2 separate regions of the Oryctolagus cuniculus genome follow, and region 1 is linked to region 2. Evidence: chromatin contacts called from public Hi-C data. All regions are on one chromosome and are shown on one strand. Each heading gives the region's core, a stretch centred on a gene start, on an enhancer-like site or on the middle of the called end of the contact. The rest is flanking DNA. Distances are from core to core; before and after follow the strand shown.

Region 1 (3,033 bases), core at 499-2,998, 88 kb before region 2:
CTGTGTGTATGTGTCAGAGTCTGGGGGAGTAAAAGTGATAACATAACTGGGGCATGAAGTTGATAGCTAGGGTAGGAGTCCTGGTCAAAGAAGGCCCCTTTGTTCTCTCAGATTAATCTGGGGCCCAAGTGTGCCAGATGAGCTGCAATCCCAGACCCACAGTCATGGAGGGCTCACAGGACACTGAGCCTTAATGGGCACCCACTACCCTCTTTTGGGGCCTGGCCTCTGCTTTCTCACAGAGGAGCAGTGGTTGGTCTAGTGTGGGAAGCCAGGGCCTTAAAAGGAAGCCTCCAAAGTCATCAAATAGCTCCCAGGCAGCCCCTCAGCTGGGCAGGAATCAGAGATGCACACCAGGGTGGGGTAGCATTTCAAGATGCAGTCCCCAGAAAAGAACTGTTTATACAGCTAATCCCTGCCTAAGCTGGGTTTGAGGACTTAGCACAGCCTGAGGTCAAACACTGTGTCTCTAGAGAACATCAAGAGTTTAAGGAACAACAACAACCAAAAAGAAAAAAGTGTCTGGGTGCTTGGGGGAGGGGTGTCATCCTCTCACACACACTAGCCTTCCCACTCATAGCCCAAGAACAATAAACCCACTGTCATTTATTAAACAATTGAACAGACATTTCCCACACCAATCCCTTCTCTGAGCACTGACAAATCTATCTCAGTGGTCCACCATCCAAAGGCTTCAATGAACTGGGATCTTATCTGTGTCCCCACTTGGCTGGCCTGAGACATAAAATAACCAGGCCATATGTTACCTCTGCCTTAGCAGCAGCAGCTGTGGTACTTTGGCCTCTACTCCTGATCAGCCTCCAATAAGTGACCCCTCTCTTTCTCTAAAGCCAAGGACACCCAGATAATGGCCCAGTGCCAGTGAGGGAATCTAGCAATGAATGGTTTCCCCTCCCTTGCCCCTTGTCACTAAAATGTAAGGTGACTTTCCTGGTCAGAATCAGAAGGGAACGCAGAGAGAAAGGGGGAGAGTGACATGTTCACCACTAACTTGCCTGAAGCATGGAACTCCAAGCCGGAGGGGACGAGCATTATCAGACCCACTTCAGAGATGAGAAAACTGAAGGGCATAGAGGCAGATGAAGGATGGAAACGGCCATTTACTGAATGCACGCTGCATGCCAGCCCCATCACCCACAATCTCACTTAACATCACTGAGGCCACATTTACTCAGCTAGCAAGCGGTGGAGGCAGGTCTTCTGGACATTCTTGGAGCTCCTTCCACAACTCCACCCACCTCTCTAGTCATGCTGATTTCACTGCTGTCTTCAGACACCGCCTTGGCAAGTATTTTGGCCAAGGCCCAAAGTCTCTGGCATAGGGAGCCTGGGCACATCTGGGAAGCATGGCTTGGGAAGGCCCCCTTGTCTCCCTGGGGCAGAACTTATGAGTCAGCCCAGTTGAGTCTGAGCTCAATGACCTCACCTCCCACCTGCCACCTCCCCAGTCTCCCCAAGTGCCCACTCCCTCTGGGCTTTTAGTGGGGCTGCGGGTGTAGAAAGGAATGCAAGCCTAAGTGAAGAATGGGAGCCAGAGGTAGGACAAGCCCTACCAGGGCAACCCCAAAACTCCAATCTCTTCCCTGGCCAGAAAGTAGTCACCATAGTGTCCCCCAAACCGCTTCATCAACCTGGAGGCCAATTCCTGTTATTTAGGCTCCAGCACCCACCATTTCCTGCTGCCAGGGCAGGGCAGGGCAGGGCAGGGCAGAGCAGGGCCTGGTCTGTCTTGCCTCTTAGGATGACAGCACTGCCTGAAGCAGCTGTTTTCCTTAAGGGGAGGGGAGGGGGGACAAGGGTTGCTTTGAATCTCTAACCTAGGAGCTATTAACCCTTCTCCTCCTCCTCCTCCTCCTCTAACTCATTCCCCAATAACTTAGCCTCTTCCCTATAGACTGAGAGGTCGTGCCTGGTACAGTTATCCTCTATGGTCTCTTTCTGCCCATTTCCAGACCCTTAACACAGCCTGTAAGAGTTGCCTCAAGACTTGCCTGGGGTAAACCTTTCCTATGCCTGTGCCTTTTCCCAGTAACTTCTTGAAAGGAGAAATACACCCAATCGCACCTGCACCCACACCTTAATGGGCCAGCAGTAGTTCTTCAACTGCTCCTACATCATTGGCTTTGACCCAGCCATGTTCTCCAAAAGATCCCCAAGGAGTATTTCAATGGGGAGATAAGGGCATACTGGAGACTGTTACTTCTCCAATTACCATACGTTTGGGACACTAACCCCTCTTAGCCAGAAGAACATAACTACGTTGTCACTGTGAGAGGAAAGCTCAGAGCAGAGGCCAAAGCTGAAAAAATCAGAAATGATGATGTCACTTTAGCAAGCTGCGGCTTCTTCATGAATCAAGCCTTACTTGTAGGGCCTTTTGCACAACCCTAGACTCAAGTACAGTCTCCCTCTTTTTCTCTCTGCATGTGAAAGTCAGGTAGGAAATTAGCTCCTTAGTGTCTGCACCTAACTCCAGGCCTTACTTTCAAAGCAGCTCAATCAAACCAAACCTCAAAAGTCAGCTCATCTTTCCTTGCCCTGCAGCAACCCCACCCCTACCCTTACCCCTCCCCACCTCCTTAGCAAGACCATTCCCTCTCAATTCAGTCATCCTGGAATCTCATCTGGCTTCTTCCTCCTGCACTTCTCATCCTTGTTCTCCAAGACAATAAATAGTGCAGAATCCCAAACCATTAGACTGTTGCTCTAAAGAGACTATGTGGAAGAGACTAGATCATTTTACTTTCATGAAAAACTCCAATCTGGCACTGATTGGAATTGTAGCTTTCAACAGAGGACAGTTCTAATGTTCAGACTCTAAGGCATTGATTGACCAGCACCCACTCAAGGGAGGCTAGGTCTTTTATAACACCATGAAAGGAAACTCAGAAACGCCTTGTTTCCAGGACAGCTTCCTTTGCAAACTCTTGGATAGCAACTGTTGGGAAGTCCCTAGGCATCGGGCACAACAAACCTCCTAACTGGGGGTTGAGGAAGGCACAGAACAGGCAA
Region 2 (3,368 bases), core at 452-2,951:
CCACTCCCAAACCCAGAATTTGGTTGACTAGCTTCCAAATGAAAAAATAGTTCTGGGACTTCCTGGATGTTGCTGGTGAGCAGAGGTAGAAATGGGGTTCCTTTGAGGTCCTCAGAAATCTCAAGTCCCCCTCCCCACACCTTGGGCAGGGGGTCACAGGACTGAGGAAGAAGATGAAAGGATGAAAGGTCTCATGACAGAGCCAGCTGGCTCCTACCTTCCAGCCTTTCACCCAAAGAAAGGGCACTGCCCACAGACAGCAAAGGTTCTTCAGCTTCTAGATGATCTGAGCCAGGGGTTCTTAGCAACCATATTCCCACCCTCTCATCCAAACATTTTGCATATGTGAACACTAAGACTCACAAACAGGAAAGGACTGGTCCACTCCTACATGGGGCAATGATGGAAGAACTGAAACTAGAATGCTGGCCTCCGTGTTCTCAATCAAGTGCTCTGCAAAGAGAATAAACCTGGTTCAGTGCCATTAGTTGAAAGGCACTGTTGAGGTCATTATGCCAGGAGGAAAAGAGAGGCTCAGGTTTATGATGGGTGGTGTGGTGACCCAATCAACATCCAGATTATGAACGCTTAGGGACAGGGTCTGGCTCTGCTTTGTATATAGCGAAAGCCTAAGTCAGAGTGTGGCTCTAGCTCAGTGATTAATAAGTGAGGGAGGGAATCACCACCAGGCACTTGGTGGTGGGTGGTGTGGGGGGGGAACACTGACGCCTCTTCTGGGCCTGTAGATATTTATGCAAAACACTCCAGAAACTTGGAAATCCAAGGATCAAGAGATTTAGTCTCAGTCTGTTGTAAACCTGCTTGGCTTCCCCTTTGCCCACCAGCCATAAATCAGTTTCTGCTTTACAAATAAAGGGTAATGATATCTGCCTCATCTGTCTCTCTGGGGCCTGGGGAAGTTGCAGTGAAGAAAAAAAAAAGAGATAGGAAAGAGCTCTGACAAAAACAAGACAGCGCTCTGCAAATGTGATGGCCGGGTGCTATGGTGATGTCCCAGCTAGCAATTATGTTCTCCGGCGCGGCGACTGTGGGCGCCGAGTGAGTCATCCTCTCACTCTCAAAGCCGGAGGCCTTGCAAGGGGAGAAATGAGGTGAGCCTTTTGTAGAGAATTTTTTTTTCTGTGTGTGTTGGGGGGCAGAACAGGGGTGGACATTCCTCCCCTACACACACACACACACACACACACACGCATACACACACAGTGCCCCCGATTTCAGCCCCTTTGAAAATCAACGGTCAGCTTAAGGGAGGACTACATCCTGACCTCTGCTGTTTAATTTTGAGACTGAGAGGCTCTTAAGTCACTGACTAAAACTTCCAGTCCCTATTTCCACTCAGTCGAGTTCCACAGCCAGCTTGGGGCTGTAGCTCTGACTGTCCCAAACTCACTCTGTCGCTTCAGGCAAATGGCATTCCCTGTCTGCGTACTTCTCTTTTGTAAAATGCAGACTGAACTAGATGCCTAATGTTATCTTTCACGAGTGCTGAACTGGGATTTAGAAGACCAGGGCTCAAGTCTTAGCTCTGGCACACCAACTTACAATGTTAGATAAGTTCTCTCCTGGGCCTCAGTTTCCATAACTATCAAATGAGACATTTGGATTAGATGCTTAGCGGTGTGTTTCAAGAATTTGGACCTGGAACTCAGGAAATCTGCGTTCTGTCCATGACTCTTAGAGACTGGATCATTATCTGAGTTTAGCCTGGTCGTGCCCTTTCTGAGGGCCTTAGCTGCTGTATCTTTGTTATGAGGGGATCTGAACATAAGGCGTCTAAACACACCCGCTGATTCTCACAGCCTATAGTTCTAGAATTTTACGAGGACTGAAAAGGAAGTGGAGGGAGAGGCCACACCCAGAAAAATTTCTCATAAACTGGCAGAGGCTGCCCTCTATGGGTCTGACCTGAAAGTGCAGGCCTAGCTAGCTGAGGCAGGAGACCAACACTGAAGACAAATGGGTGCTTCACCCAATAAGGCCAAACACAGGCTGGGATTGACCCACCGACTTCCCTGCCCTTCCGAATGAGGGGGATTCAGATAGGAAGTGTGTGCTAAGAGACTGGCTCTCCCCACCCAGCCATCAGAAACAGGAGGCTTTCTAAGGCTAGGCAGAGACAGGACCACTGGGGGCTCTTCCATGGACAAAATGGATAGATCTGGGGCGATGTGGAGTATGACCAAGTTAGTTCCATGGCCAAGAAGTTTTCACTGATGAGACAAAGATTTCTTAACAAATGGTAGGATCTGCTCAAATTGCTGTTTTTCAGCATCCCCCATCTACTCTCCACCCTCCCCAGAGGAGAGAGAATTCATGCCTGGACAGAAGAAAGGAGTGATCTCAGTGTGGGAGTTAGAACCTAACTATGAGAAAGAAATTGAACACTGGGCATACTCAGTATTCAGGGAAGGCCTTAAGGTCTAAGGGATTTGCGGGCTCAGTCACTGAATTTTGAGAACTCCATGGACTCATTTTGCCCAGCACTATGTGCTAGAGGCTTAGGATGGATTCAGATATAGGCTTCTCTGTTACAGAAATAGGTGCATACTACGACATTCATAGTTGCCATTCTATAATTGAATAACTAAGAAGGTCAGGAAACTCTGTGCCCCTTCCCCCCTCTCTCTCTTAGTTAAAAATCTGACCATCCATCCCAGTTGCAAGAGAAAACATACCTTGTTCTGCTCCTGGATCACTATTATAAACCAGGTCAAGTTCTAGCCCCTTCCTAGGCCTCAGTTTCCCCAACTGAAGGATAGGGTTGGACTTGATGCACTTTCAGGTTTCTTACATCCCTGACATGTTCTTTTTATAATGTTCTGTGGCATTCTATCCTCTTCTTCTCCTGCCCAAGCAGGGTCCAGCCATTCCCTAAGGCCTTTTCAACCCTAACCTCCTACCCTACAAGCTTCCAAGCTTTCCATAACGTCCTAGCCCCACCTCTGTGCCTTCATTCCACCACTGCCACCACTGCTGCTACTTGTAATAGTGTATTTTTAGTTGGGAATTCTAATCACCCATTGCTGATGCTGGTGAGCTGACAAAGGTTGATACAGTATTCCTCTGAGGTGACAAAAGTCCCAGCTTTGCTATCACTTTTCTTTGTGTCCTTGAAAAAATCATCTCCATTCTCTAGATGTCATTTTTGTCATCTGTGACTTAAGTGCTGTGGACTAGAACAGTCTCTGAAAGCAGCAAATTGTTCCAACATCTTCCACCTCCAGGCAGTGAGAAGGCTGAGGTTGTCTTTGATGTTTTTACTATAATCCTGATCCCCTTTCAGTGCTCCTTAAATTGTATTCTCTCTTACCAACACAACTTCCCACCTCTAATGAGTAGCCAGGGTT

The links. Hi-C and Micro-C count contacts between places; a contact is called where the count stands out from the background.
Region 1: a contact with region 2 is called in a Hi-C map of an unstated tissue, with 4 times the contacts expected there. The contact joins two enhancer-like sites. A contact is called at or near these places in 3 of 6 Hi-C or Micro-C datasets (ear pinna, psoas muscle and an unstated tissue).

Annotation. Positions count from the first base shown.
Region 1 is chrX:45,625,691-45,628,723 of mOryCun1.1, reverse strand. All of the region lies in intron 1 of MSN (moesin), which reads right to left. Among named protein-coding and RNA genes, the nearest start is that of MSN, 42 kb to the right of the region's middle. Within about 2 kb of position 1,748, at least 1 of the 8 cell types and tissues checked has an H3K27ac peak or open chromatin away from gene starts, as enhancers often do.
Region 2 is chrX:45,537,769-45,541,136 of mOryCun1.1, reverse strand. No RefSeq gene overlaps it. Among named protein-coding and RNA genes, the nearest start is that of MSN, 46 kb to the left of the region's middle. Within about 2 kb of position 1,701, at least 4 of the 8 cell types and tissues checked have an H3K27ac peak or open chromatin away from gene starts, as enhancers often do.